Regions from separate parts of the Gadus morhua genome. Here region 1 is linked to region 2. A link is a contact called in public Hi-C data. All regions are on one chromosome and are shown on one strand. Each heading gives the region's core, a stretch centred on a gene start, on an enhancer-like site or on the middle of the called end of the contact. The rest is flanking DNA. Distances are from core to core; before and after follow the strand shown.

Region 1 (6,691 bases), core at 796-3,295, 270 kb after region 2:
ATACACTCATGCACTCACGCATGCTCATGCTGCACATGCATACACACATGCAAAAACACAAATTTATTCATACCTACATGCAATCACACATACATACACACATATTCACATTAGGGCTGCACGATTATTGCCAAAATGATTATCACGATTATTTTGATCAATATTGATATCACGATTATTTACCACGATTATTCATTGAAAAAAAAATCTTTCGAATTTCTACCACCCACTTGTGGTAGGAGCCACACACTGTGCTCAGCGGCAAATTGCCGCAAGGCCACGCCCCCCCCCCCCCCCCCCCCCCTGTTTTCACGCTTCGCGCCGGACCCACGCAGTCGCAGACAGGTGTACAGGGAGCGCTTGGTTTGCTTTGCAGCGGAGGTAGAGCGTTTACTGCATGGGCGGGGCTTGTTTCTTTTTTCGTTTTCTTTTTTTTGCGGATGCATTATTTAAAATGTAAAAATTAAATTAAAAAAATAAATAAATAAAATTAAATTAAATTTAAAAAAATATCGCGAAAATATCGCGGGAACACTACGTGTCATCGTGGGACGCCAATATCGTCATCGCGATAAAAATTCGATATATTGTGCAGCCCTAATTCACATGCACAAATGCACACATGTAATCATGTATACACATGCATGTATGTGTGTGTGCCTTTGTGTTTGTTAAGGGACTCGTTCTAATTGACCCATTCAATTAGTGATGGAAAACGTTTTCAAATACACATTTATTTTATACACATGCATGTATGTGTGTGTGTCTTTGTGTTTGTTAAGGGACTCGTTAAGGGACTCGTTCTAATTGACCCATTCAATTAGTGATGGAAAACGTTTTCAAATACACATTTATTTTCAGCAATTAATAAGCACATTGACTGACATAAACGCAAACACACAATCCTGCAGGCGCACACATCCTCACACACTCATACTCACACACACATACTCATACACACATTCTCTTACACACAGGCACTCCCAGAACACACTGGGGGTCTTCTCCCAGGTGCCCTTGTCAGCCTGGGTGACAGCTGTCCCCACACAGGCTTTTAGTCACACACACACAAACAAACACAAAGACTCACACGCGCACACATGCAAGGTAGCACAAACACACACAAAACCACACAAACCTTTGCCACCTCATGCTGGGTCCCCTACACTTGTGCATCAATATAACCACCCACACACACACACACACCATCACACACACACACACACACACACACACACACACACACACACACACACACACACACACACACACACACACACACACACACACCGACACCGACACCGACACACACACACACACACACACACACACACACACACACACACACACACACACACACACACACACACACACACACACACATATACACACACACACCATTGCCACCCACACACAGATACAAGACACAATAAATGTCTGGCCTTCGGGGATCCTGTGTTTCATCTTGAAGCTATTTATACATTTTCTATATTTTGTTGAAACGACTTGAAATGCTCTTGGTTTGTAATTTGTTCAAACGCAAATGACCTATGAATGAATGCATTGGGGAATATGATCGTGTATTCATATTCTGCTCTATCTATTCATCTATCCCTTCTTTTCATCAATCTTATTATTTTGTGTATTGACACATTTTCCTGTGTGTGTCATCACATTCTCAATCACTTCTCTGTCTCTCTCTTTCTCTGCCTCTGTCTCTGTCTCTCTCTCTCTCTCTCTCTCTCTCTCTCTCTCTCTCTCTCTCTCTCTCTCTCTCTCTCTCTCTCTCTCTCTCTCTCTCTCTCTCTGTCTCTGTCTCTGTCTCTGTCTCTCCCTCTCTCTCCCTCTCCCTCTTTCTCTCCAGGTTTCACAACCGCCTGTCAGCCTATCCGTATCCAGCCCCTTGATCCTCCTACTCCTTCTCCACCTCCTCCTCCCTCCCCCACCAACCACCTCCACCACCACCACCACCACCACCACCACCACCACCACCACCACCTCCACCACCTCCTCCTCCCTCCCCTCCTCCCCCACCACCACCACCTCCACCACCTCCTCCTCGTCCCCCCGTGAGCGCTGGAGCCCCGGCGGCCCAGCATGGACGTGCCCAGGATGGCCGAGGGCTTCTTCAGCAGCACGCTGACGTCGTCCTCGGGCGGGGCCGGCGGGCACCACGTGCACCCCTACCTCACCCTGGAGCAGAAGGCCGCCTTCGTCTTCGTGCTGCTCCTCTTCATCTTCCTGGCGCTGCTCATCGTGCGCTGCTTCCGCATCCTGCTGGACCCGTACCGCAGCATGCCCTCGTCCAACTGGACCGACCACACCGAGAAGGACACCTTCGACTACCGCATCGTCTGACAGTAGCCCAATCCCCCCCCCCCCTCCTCCCCACCCCCTCCCAGTGCCACCCTCCTCCCCTCCAACGCCCCCCCCTCCCCTCCCCTCTGCTCGCCATCGCCGCCGGAGCGACAGATGACCTGATGTAACCCCCCTTTCCACCCAGCACCACTACCCCATGCACACATGGTCATGCAAGCACGTGTGACCATGTACACACACCCACACCCACACTTTCAAAATCACACACGCACACACCCACACCTTCACAAACACACACACACACCCTCACAAACACCATGTGAAAACACATGGCGTTCTTTTTCTTGTGTACGTGTTTGACAAAAGTGAGAGAGGTGACTAGGCAGTGCATCATCCCAGGGCCATATGTCACCTCCAGACGCGCACAGGAGCCCGGGGGATTGTGGGTAATCGCCCCGGGGATATCGGGTGGGTTGGTGGAAGAGCGGAGGCTCGTGATGCGAACTGCGTGACTTTTCATTGCCCTCGCGTGGGAGGGGGGCGGGGGTGGGGGTGTGGGGGGTCTGGTTGGGTTATCTGGACGTTTGAGTCCATGTTCATGTCAAAGTAACGCAGAGGTTCTCTCTGAACGACAGGGTATGGGGATGGTTGTCGGGTAATATTGTTGGTGGGTTGAATGTTTGCATTTCTCCAAGCCTTCAAGCTAGTGTAACTGCGCCCCCTTGTAGAGCCCTTTAGGAAGACTGTTCTCATGCAATCCACTGGAATCCCACTTTCATCCATAGTATCCACACTACTGCACACAACCCACACACACACACACACACACACACACACACACACACACACACACACACACACACACACACACACACACACACACATGTACAGGGACACGCACAAGCACACACACACACACACACACACACACACACACACACACACACACACACACACACACACACACACACACACACAAATACAACACAAACGCACAAAGACACACACATCAAATCAACATTGACATGCATTCTCAAATATGGTTCTTCATTAGTATTCAAGGGGTGTGTCACTGGAAAGCCAGACGATACATCTGGTGTTATCATCCAGATGATACATTTCACTGCTCATGTTCTTCCATTATTCCAGAAGTTGTATCGTTGACTACCTCTTCCATGCTCCCTGTAGCCAATCATGACACTCCCTTTTTATATTTTGACAAAAGCGATACAATCTTTAGGACCTGAAAAAACAATCGGACAACAATGTTGACATCTTGTCACGTTAACATCCACCTTATCCTTAGACTTTATTAATCACATGTAGACAATCAATGCTTTCAAGATTAAAAAACATGTAGAAAAACGACAGAGAAAGGAGCCATCAGAGATCTTTGTTTTGAAATGTAGTTCAAAGATCTTGTAGTTGGGGAAAATAAGATGAGTTTAAAGGTGCTGTAGGTAAGAGTTGGTAGCAAGATTTTGAAATAACCAGAAAAACGTAGTTTGATTCCCTGAACCAAAGAAAATAAAAAATCTAAATCCTCTCATAAAAATATTCTCACAGCAAGCTGTCCGCACTGATGGTAGTTCTTAAATCGTAACTACAGCACCTTTAAGTGGATTTTGAGGGAATTATTTGAATTGGGGTATGGGGAGGGTAAAAGAGATTACGCATTGCCTTATGCATTTTCGGGCAATAAGCCACTTCAACTTTAGTAAATCACTGAGATGGCTGACAAGCTTATCAACATGGAGATTATACATCAACCAAAACAGATAATCCTGTGAGAAGGACGACGGTAGCGGATACGCTTTCCCTTTAAGGTTCCTGCGAGGTGTCAGTGGCTGTATGTCAAACTAGTACATGCTTACCTTTCTGTTTATACTGTTGAATCTACGCAGGCCAACCCAGTGAGCACTGGGAACAGGCCTTTTTGTGTCAGTACATCTTCTTGATACTTAACACTAAATGAGGTATTGAAAAAAGGAAACTGTTTACTGTGCTGTACCGTGTGCCTAATGATGACAAAAAAAAACAACTAAATGACTAGATTGATGTTTTTAGGAAATCGAAGAAAAAGGGTCCACTATTTTTGTCTTGAGTGTCAGTTATTTGTCATTTGTTAGTGCCGTGCCCATTTGATATATCATACCTGAAGCGTTTCACTGCCCGCAGTTGCTATATTGGCAGCTGGTATGCCAGTTCTGCACAGAATATGTGTGTTTGTGTGTGTGATGGTGATGATGGTGACATTGCTGTTGATGATGACGAAGCAGATGGCCATGATGTCAGCATTACGTTCTTCACATCTATCCCTTTACGAAACTTTTGAGTTGAGACTCTTTTTCGCTGGGCAACTTTCAACTGTGCGCCTTATAGTGTAGCCTGTTTACAGTGTTTGTCAGACTGAAACCTGGTACTTACCAACAAATTGGGAGGTGTCGTATTTAAAAAACAACGAAAAAACAACAAAACATCTGTACAGTGTGTACCATTCTCGTCCCTTCCTGGGACAAAATGTGAACTTTTGACACTTTTCGACATGTGGTGATCTCGTGCTCTGCCGTGGCCTTTGACCCCTCCCTGACGTGTTTCTGCAACGCCGTGCGCTGACGTGAAATGTATTCTTTCTTCCAATGCATCTTCTTTGTGCATGCTCCATGGTGACTAGTCCCTGATGTCGTAGCTGTTGTTTGTTTCGGCTCAAATAAGCTGTCTTCCTGTCTGTGTTTGAGCCCTTCCCTTTTCAGACATTCTCCTTTTGTAATAAAACTAAAATAAAAGATGATTTGATCATCAACGGACAAACTGTTTTATGTTTTTATTTTCTAGACCACTTAAAAGAAAGGAGAATACGAGAGAAGGCGAAAGCCCCATCTGCTTAGTTTTGAGACTTTAATGACCCTCTAGCAGGGCTAGCCACGTAACCCAGGTGCTTTCCGGGTTCTCTGGCCAGCTTGGACTCACCACCACTGTATCCATCGCTGACTTTCGCTACCCTATTTAGCATGCACGCTAGCATTCCACTACGACACTATAACTGGCTGTGTTGATATGCAATTATAAGCCACAGCCACATATGATTTTATTTTGACCTATTTAGGCAGGAAGTAGATAGACTCGCATAGGGGTTTCGAGGTTTAGGTGTTGCTTAGTAATGCTGCTCGAAACCAATTTATCTTTTTTTTTTGGCAGCTTGCAGGGATAAACTGGATCAGAATTTCAAAATATAAGCTGATCTCAGACGGGGAGTTTTCCTTCTGCAAATGCTGGCTTATTATATAAGGGACAGCCTCAGAGTTGACTGATACCGTCACATTTTCCCATTGTTTCAAAAGTCCAAAGTTTTGAGGGAAAATCCATCCCGGCAAAGCTGTTGGTTATGGAACATGAAGACAGACACAGAACCCAGATAGAGCCAATAGACCGTGTCTTAATTCATCCTGAAGACACGATGCTTGAATAACATTGCTTGGAGGTGAATGATTTATTCATACTTATAAGTGTATGCAATACTAATGGCTAGGCATAGACCAGTGCAATATAATAATAATATATAATAATAATAATAATAAAATAACAATAATTATCGTAATAACAATGATAATATAATGATAATAATAACAATAGTCTCTTTTTTTGAGAGAGAGAGAGAGAGAGATTCCCAAGTGAATATTTTGAAGATAGCACAGAGCCCCTAAAGCCTTGTACAAGGGGGCTTATACATTTGTGTTGATGCCTCGAAGGAGGGAGGAGACGGAGGAGATCAGGGTTGAAAAGCAGGCCGATTACCATAATAAAAATAAGACACAGAAACATCATTTCAATATTACTTGCATATTGTTGTTCCTAGTCAGAGTGGCGAGAGTGAGACATAAAGAGAAAGATCGAGACAGTAGAACAGAGCAGGGTGAGCGAGAGTCAATAGGACTGGAGAGAGCAAGTGAGAGGGAGAGAAAAAGAGAGGCACACTGCAAAAATGGGGTGGGGGAACCACACAGGTATCAAGCAGTTTTCGAGCCCCTGAGGCAGATAAAACCCCTGTGGAATGACTATCGGTACGCAGCATGACTTTCATTATAAATAAAAGAGACTATGAAGATTATTTGTGCACGCACTTAAATGCCATAAACTGAATTTGTTCCATTCCCTATTCCCTAACATATCACTGCTCAGTACTTAATTCCTTCACATTAATCCATAGTGTGTGTGTGTGTATCTGTGTGTGCGTGTTTGTGTGTGTGTGTGTGTGTGTGTGTGTGTGTGTGTTTGTGTGTGTGTGTGTGTGTGTGTGTGTGTGTGTGTGCGATTGTGTGTGCGTGTGGCAATACAGTTGTAAGGGAAAGAGACTGAGATGTAGCCCTATATT
Region 2 (7,221 bases), core at 1,301-3,800:
GCAGCAACAACGTAGCCTAGCAACAAAGCGTCAACAATGGATCCTGAGTACCTAGCACTAGGCATTATGCTGGCGGTCCTCTGCACAGAGACAGAATGGATGAAAAAGAAGAAAAGATTGTGGACTCGTTCTTGGGTTGAAAATGCAGGGACTATGCTGCCACATTTCCACCAAAGTTGTCTCCATTATATTGCTCCAATTTCTATCGTTTTCTTTATTAGTATTCTTCTTGTTATTGATCGCATTGATTTTTGCAGTAGTTACTCCTACTCAGCGTACTGCAGTGAAGTCAGTTGGTAAACACTGCGCGTGAGCTCCAGCTGTTCGCGGGCTTCCCTCACGCAACTTGGGGCGTGGTTCCCTCATGTCAACAATGGATACGTCATGCGATTCCCCAAAAAATTCTGACATGCCAAACTTTTCGTCGTGGGGTTTTCGAACGTCGCAGACGAAAGCATCGCAGATCGCAAGCATGTCACATTACAAGACCTCGTCTCGTCGCCGACCCGTCAAAATCGTGTAAGATTCGCAAATTTGTCTGCGACTAAAGAATCGGGGCAAAATCGGGCTGAAATCGTGTAGTCTGAACGGGCCATTATGCCGCTTTTCCACTGCATGGTACCAGCTCGACTCGACTCGACTCGACTCGACTCGACTCGACTCCGACTCAGCTCGCATTTTTGGCGTTTCCACCGCGAAAACATGGTATCTGGTACCTGAAGTGGCTGCTTTTTTTAGTACCACCTCGCTCTAGGTTCCAAGCGAGCTGAGCCGATGCTAAAAGGTGACGTCGGCAGACGGCCGGCCACTGATTGGCCAGAGAGTGTGACGAATTCACGAGAGCGACATGGCAACCATGCTGGTAACAGCCATAGCAGCGCCGCAGCCAACATATTCCACTTCTTCAACTTCTTCAACATGCCAGCTAATAATACGAACACGAATACCATCGCATCGATGTCCTCCATTGTTGTTATGTGGGTTCTGTCCATGTGTGGGTTGCGTAGGTGTTGTTTGCGTCGCGTACAAAAATACGTCACGGCCCTTTCGCGCAGCCGACCCCGCCCACGTCCAGGAGGTACTATTTGCAGTGGAAAACGACCCGTGCTGCTACCGTGTCGAGTCGTGTCGAGTCGAGTCGAGTCGAGTCGAGCTACATGTGCGGTGGAAAAGCGGCATTAGACAGCTCCCCCCCTTCCCCCCCGAATTGACAGGCCTTGAAAAAAAACGTTGAAAAAGAAACAGTTGGCCCTTACTTGTACATCTGGTGCCGGACAAACTTGAGGTGGGGGATTTCCGCTCGCGCCTCGATCAGCCTCCATACGTCCTCTCCGTAGGATTCGTTGATGTAATCGTTCACGGCTTCTAAGTACAGGCCGTACATCTTAAGGGGGCTTGGGACCTCCATTATACCCCCGATAACAGCTCAGCTGGGAACACAGGGAAAAAAACGACAAGGTACAAGCTATAAACAAGCTGCTAACTAGTGGAGAGGTTTTAATGACTAACTAACAAGTAATTAACGAGTTAAGTGGATAACTAGATATTAATACGTCATTAACTACTTATTAATAAGTTATAAACTGTACAGTAAAGGGGCAAAAACTGATGATCTGGGCATATATATATAACACAAGGTTTTGGAATAAGACGGTGTCCCTTTAGTTGTGGTGGCATAAAATATGCTCCTGTAATTATCTCAACCAACTAAAGACTATTCATTGATTTTTGTTCTCACCTTAAATTACCTTTCCATTATAAATATTGAGATAAGTTATGGGGCTCTAATCGAAGTGTTAATAAGCATGACTGACACCACTTTCATTATTTTCGACTAGCTGCAATACTGTGGAACTACTGACTTTTCCAGTCCTTGACTCGCCAGGAAAAAGATTATTCTCCTTTTACCTGTTTCACACATAACCTCATGAAACCTCATGAACCCTCTACAGACCACTACCAGATCAACTACATCTGTATGAACATCAAGGAACATGGTAGAGATCAGGGCTCTGAAACAACCCTATAGTTAGCACTATCCTCAGGGTATGGGCTTGAGTGTATGACTCCCAGCCCAAGGGTTCTGATTTCGGACCCACATGGCCGTTCTCTGCCCGTAGGCATCCTCCAGCAAGATGCCTCATGTTAAGATCAATTTGAGTAAAAGCATCTGCTCCACATCTAAATAGTTAATTATTTAAAAACATTGTTGAAAGAGCTGCTTCCCTCCCACAGCTGCCAGATAGACCCATTGCTAAGCCCTCCCCGCCAAATACGACTGGCTAAAACAGCACACACAAATCAAGCCACACATTAAAGCTTTTTCTGTCTCCCAACATCCCATTGTTGACCATACACCCAAACACATCTCCCTCTCGGTATGGTAATATTTTAAAGTTAAAAGGCGATCTGAAGCAACACGCCAGGCATAAAGAGTTGTCCTTACCTGCAGTCCTTCAGTACAATGTAGTCCTGCAACACCGACTGTGCCCTGTCTAGCTCCGGCCCCTGGCTTCCCACCGAGGGCCGCCACCTGCAGCTGACAGGGGCCCCTCTCCTCTGACACTTGGTTGTCAGGTCAATGGGCGGCCGGGGGCCAAAATAGCAGTGGCCCGGGCGTGTTTCTGGCAGGTACCAAATAGAAGATTGTGCCCGTGGAAAGGAAAAGGATCTACTGTCACTTTATAGATCGTGTGGCATATTGGTTCTGCCTGTGGCCAATTTATTGTTTTAAAAAAAAATTTGACTAGATCTTTTTTTGTTTTTTTAGGACGACTTGGATGTCCTGTAAAAACAAGGAAACGATGTGACGAGTTGTTATCACCCATTTTTTCATTCAGCAACCCATCAAGGTTTCCCGTTTTCCCCTACACAGCTATGAATTAGCATAATTAAAACCAGGTGCATTGTTAACTGACATGCAGTGTTCCAATGTTTGTCATTTTACTTTAGTGCCTTTTGTTTTTGCATATTATTATTATTATTATTTACACGCATGGTTTAGATATTTTCTGGAAATAATTTTGGTCTCTTGTGAAGCCTGTAACGGGGGAAAAAAATGAAAAACTTTTAATTGAAACACATTCGTAACACAAATAGCTTTTTTTCACACTACAAATCTTGGTGCTAATGTTCCAGCTCTGATCATGTGTTTGGTACACATTGTTCACAGCCTAATGCTTGCCAAGCATGCCAACTTGTCATTTATCAGTAGGATTTGTAAACAGCTTTTTTTTCATCTCTGACAGAAGTACAATTGTTGGTTGCAGGCTAGGCTACGCTGACAAGTAAAAAAAAAGGTAAACTCCACCGAATAAACGAATGCCACACAGTTAATGGCCACAGCCATTTGCGCCGGTAACAATGAGCCACTGGCAATCACACGGCAAGGAGAGGAGGAAATGCAGTAAATCAACCATAACATTCAGTCAGTCTGGTTCACTGGCCTGGCCGCCACCCAGTCCCTTTCTAACTCCATCCACTAGGGAGCACTGTTATAACACTGTCGATCCGCTCCGTCACCTTGTGCTATCACGGAGACGGTGGGGCGGGAGAGCATTAATCAAATGACACAAATAGACCTCCTGCCAAACAGCCACTCGCAAAATTTAAACCATGTCAGGTGACCGTGATCAGGCTGTGAATGTTGTGGGAACTATTATTTCTGTCCTACATAAACTCCACCCGGTTCTCCAGGCTGATGTCCTCTTTGGGCCATTAGATAGAAAAACGTGAGTCAGGCGTAGACGCGGACCTGTTCTCCCTCTTTATGGCACATTACACTCCCTTCCCCTTTCCCGCTTTTCCTTTAGTACCCCGGCGCAGCGGCGTTGGCCTATTTGCCGGTACCTTCCGTCTCATGGCCCAGCAGTTCAGCTGTGCGGAGCCACGGCCCGGGAGGTCTGCGGCTCTCCCCGCAACAGAAAAGGCAGATAACAATGTGCTGATGGGGCCAACCACAGGGTCCACACACACACACACTCTCTCTCTCTCTCTCTCTCTCTCTCTCTCTCTCTCTTTCTCTCTCTCTCTCTCTCTCTCTCTCTCTCTCTCTCACAAACACACATACACACAGACGAACACGCCTCAGGGTCTTTCATTAGAAACTACATGACTCATCCTCTTCCTACTACACCTACATTACACCCTCCTTCATTCCTGTTCTCCCAGACGGAAGAAGAGAGGGAGGGAGGGTGAGAGAGAGATAGGGAGGGGGAGTTTTGGAGGGAGAGGGAGAGAGAGAAAGGCAGGGAGGGAGGTGGAAGGGAGGGAGAGAGAGAGGGAGGTGGGAGGGGGAGAGAGAGGGAGAGCAGGAGGGACTTTTTTCTTTGGAAGAAGTCGTCCTTCTAATTCAGTCGGAGAGGGCAGAGTCGCTCTATGCTATCTTTTGATAGTAACACCACAGCCAACCATGGCAGTCACAAAAATAGTATGGACAGACGGACACTCACACACACACACACACACACACACACACACACACACACACACACACACACACACACACACACACACACACACACACACACACACACACACACACACACACACCCACACATACCCTCCCTGACCCACACCCACTCCCACACTCACTCCCAAACCAGGCAAGTGTATGTTTTCATTATATCTATGACTTGTTATCTTGAAAAGGAGTTAGGGAGGTTTAGCCAGCTTTGCAGGGGGATGATGGAAATCTCCAGGGAGCAGCGGTTGGAGGGGGGGAGGGGGGGGAGGGTCTCTCTCTCTCTCTCTCTCTCTCTCTCTCTCTCTCTCTCTCTCTCTCTCTCTCTCTCTCTCTCTCTCTCTCTCTCTCTCTCTCTCTCTCTCTCTCTCTCTCTCCCTCCAGGCAGAGAAGTGAGAAGGTTTGGAGGGAAGGACAGAGCTGATAATATGTTTAGAATCTGCAAAAATGAACAAAGGAAAATAAGCAGGCAGGGTAGTCTTGCCAGGTGGAAAGGTGCCTGGGATCCAAAAGTCCATCTGAACCACCATAACCAGTAGGTTTCCTTGAGCTCAGACGCCCTATAACCCCTACCTGCTCCTCAACACCTATACAGAGACATCAGCATGTTACGCATGTACCGTCGTGACTGGGGGGACATTATACATGATACAGCAGGAGGACTTTTTGGGTTCTTTGTGGGCAGCCTGCTGCTGATAAATGTGTAAATCTCAGCCAGGTAACAGAATCGTGACGGAAGAGCGGCTCTGCGGATGAGTCCTGGCGTGTCGCAGATAGAGAGAGAGAGGGGAGAGACCGATAGAGGGAGGGAGAGAGAGAGAGAGAGAGAGAGAGAGAGAGAGAGGGGAGAGACCGATAGAGGGAGAGAGAGAGAGAGAGAGAGAGAGAGAGAGGGTCCCTCAGCCCCCACATCTCTGTGGCTCCTACCACTGAATACATAATAGGAGTCTATCTATTCCCCTGCTGCCTATCTCTAAATCCCATTCTCTCGCTCTCTTTCTCTCTCTCCCACACACACACACATACATACAGACTCTCTCTCTCACACACATATACACACAACAATGTGCTATATTTTGTTTCCCCATGCAGTCCCATGATGCCCGGCTCTTATTGGTTTTACAGTAGGCACAGCAGCAGCAGGGCCGGGCTGGAGCACCGCGCAGGCTGAATGCTAACCACGTTAGCGATGGGTGCGGGGGCGGTGGCGGGGGAACTTAATATGGCTTGCGGCCCCCTTGGTCTCCCCCAAACACTACCCTCTACCTCCCTTTTCTCTTTCTCTTTCTCTCCCTCTCTCTCTCTCTCTCTCTCTCTCTCTCTCTCTCTCTCTCTCTCTCTCTCTCTCTCTCTCCAAGTGTCTATTCAGCCTCCACCCTGTGCATCTCAATTAACTCAACATCTCTCTCTCTCTCTCTCTCTCTGTTTCACTATCCCCAACTCTTCAATATCTTCATAAACCTCTCTCTCTGTCTCTCATTCCCTCTCTATCTGCATCTCTATCCCAACTCTTTAACATATTTTTTTTATATTCTCTCTCTCTCTCTCTCTCTCTCTCTCTCTCTCTCTCTCTCTCTCTCTCTCTCTCTCTCTCTCTCTCTCTCTCTCTCTCTCTCTCTCTCATTCTTTCTCTATCTGCAGAGGCATTCAGTTCCATCCTCTACTACGTGAACAACTCTTATTTACATACATATGTTTTCCCTCTCCGACGCCATCCTGCGCACACAGTGGTGGCTGATAGGGTTGGTCGGAGGAGATATGCTAATAGCGTACACACGCGGCGCTAAACGAAGCCGTGCCGACTCAGGCTTTGTGTATCGGCCCTAATTGAATCCTCTTCTGGACGTCTGAGAAAAAAGGGCTGCATCGCCGGCGTAGAGGTCGGCAGTTACTTCCTCTCCCATTAAGACGCGTACGCGGCTGAGGTCGGCCAGCTAATAGCAGACCGCCAAAGACGGCTGCGCTTCCGTCATTCTTCCTCAACCCCCCCCCCCCCCCCCCCCAAGAAAAGAACATGCACCATCCTCCCCCTCCTACCGACGACAGATACACAGGCTTTCGGAGGTGTAAGAATTGTGTCAAACTCCTACAAAGGCGGTTCTGCAACTAGAAATGGGAAAGGGAGGGAGGGCTGAGGATTTTGGGGGAGGGAGGGAGTGATGGGGGAGTGGCTAGAAGGAGGAAGGGAGGGGAGGGTACTTTTCTGAAAGAAAGAAAAATGTGGGATTCCACGGTCGGCATATAAATATTCCATTAACTCCGGCTTTGGCTCCATAACAGTATGGCGGTGCGCTTACGCATTCACCGCCTGGAATATGAAATGAAATTATTACGGAGGATGTGTGTGGGTGGGTGTGTGTGTGTGTGGGGAGATGGAGATGGGGGGGCTGTTGGGGGGTGTCAGGGGGTTAGTGGTGCTGGTGAAATAGCCATTTCCTTTCTTCCAATTTTCTCCTCTTCTCTATTTCGCCCTTTGCCTTATCATGGGTGACACTAATCCAATTTCTGCCCGCCTCGTGACAGCTCTAACGTGGTTTTGTGTACTGATTCACCCCCCCACTCCGTGTGTACACACACTCATACACACACACATATACACTCATACACTAACACACACATTCACTCACAGCACGCGCACAAACACTTATATATATATTATATTCACCCATAAAGGTCACATATCCATGTAAAGGATATGTGCAAACACACAAACGCAAAAAAAACACACACAGACACACAAATATATGCTTACATAAACA

Evidence for each region. A called contact is a pair of places that touch in the nucleus more often than the background predicts.
Region 1: a contact with region 2 is called in a Hi-C map of gill, with 5 times the contacts expected there. The contact joins the promoter of LOC115554644 here to the promoter of LOC115554658 in region 2. A contact is called at or near these places in 2 of 6 Hi-C or Micro-C datasets (gill and heart).

The regions. Positions count from the first base shown.
Region 1 is chr11:12,447,605-12,454,295 of gadMor3.0, forward strand. It overlaps LOC115554644 (cortexin-3), which reads left to right and starts at 2,046. Exons shown (of 1, transcript XM_030371435.1): 1 at 2,046-2,370. The coding sequence starts at 2,098. The coding sequence ends at 2,358.
Region 2 is chr11:12,172,111-12,179,331 of gadMor3.0, forward strand. It overlaps LOC115554658 (soluble guanylate cyclase 88E), which reads right to left and starts at 2,551. Exons shown (of 17, transcript XM_030371455.1): 1 at 2,447-2,551; 2 at 1,257-1,430. The coding sequence starts at 1,408.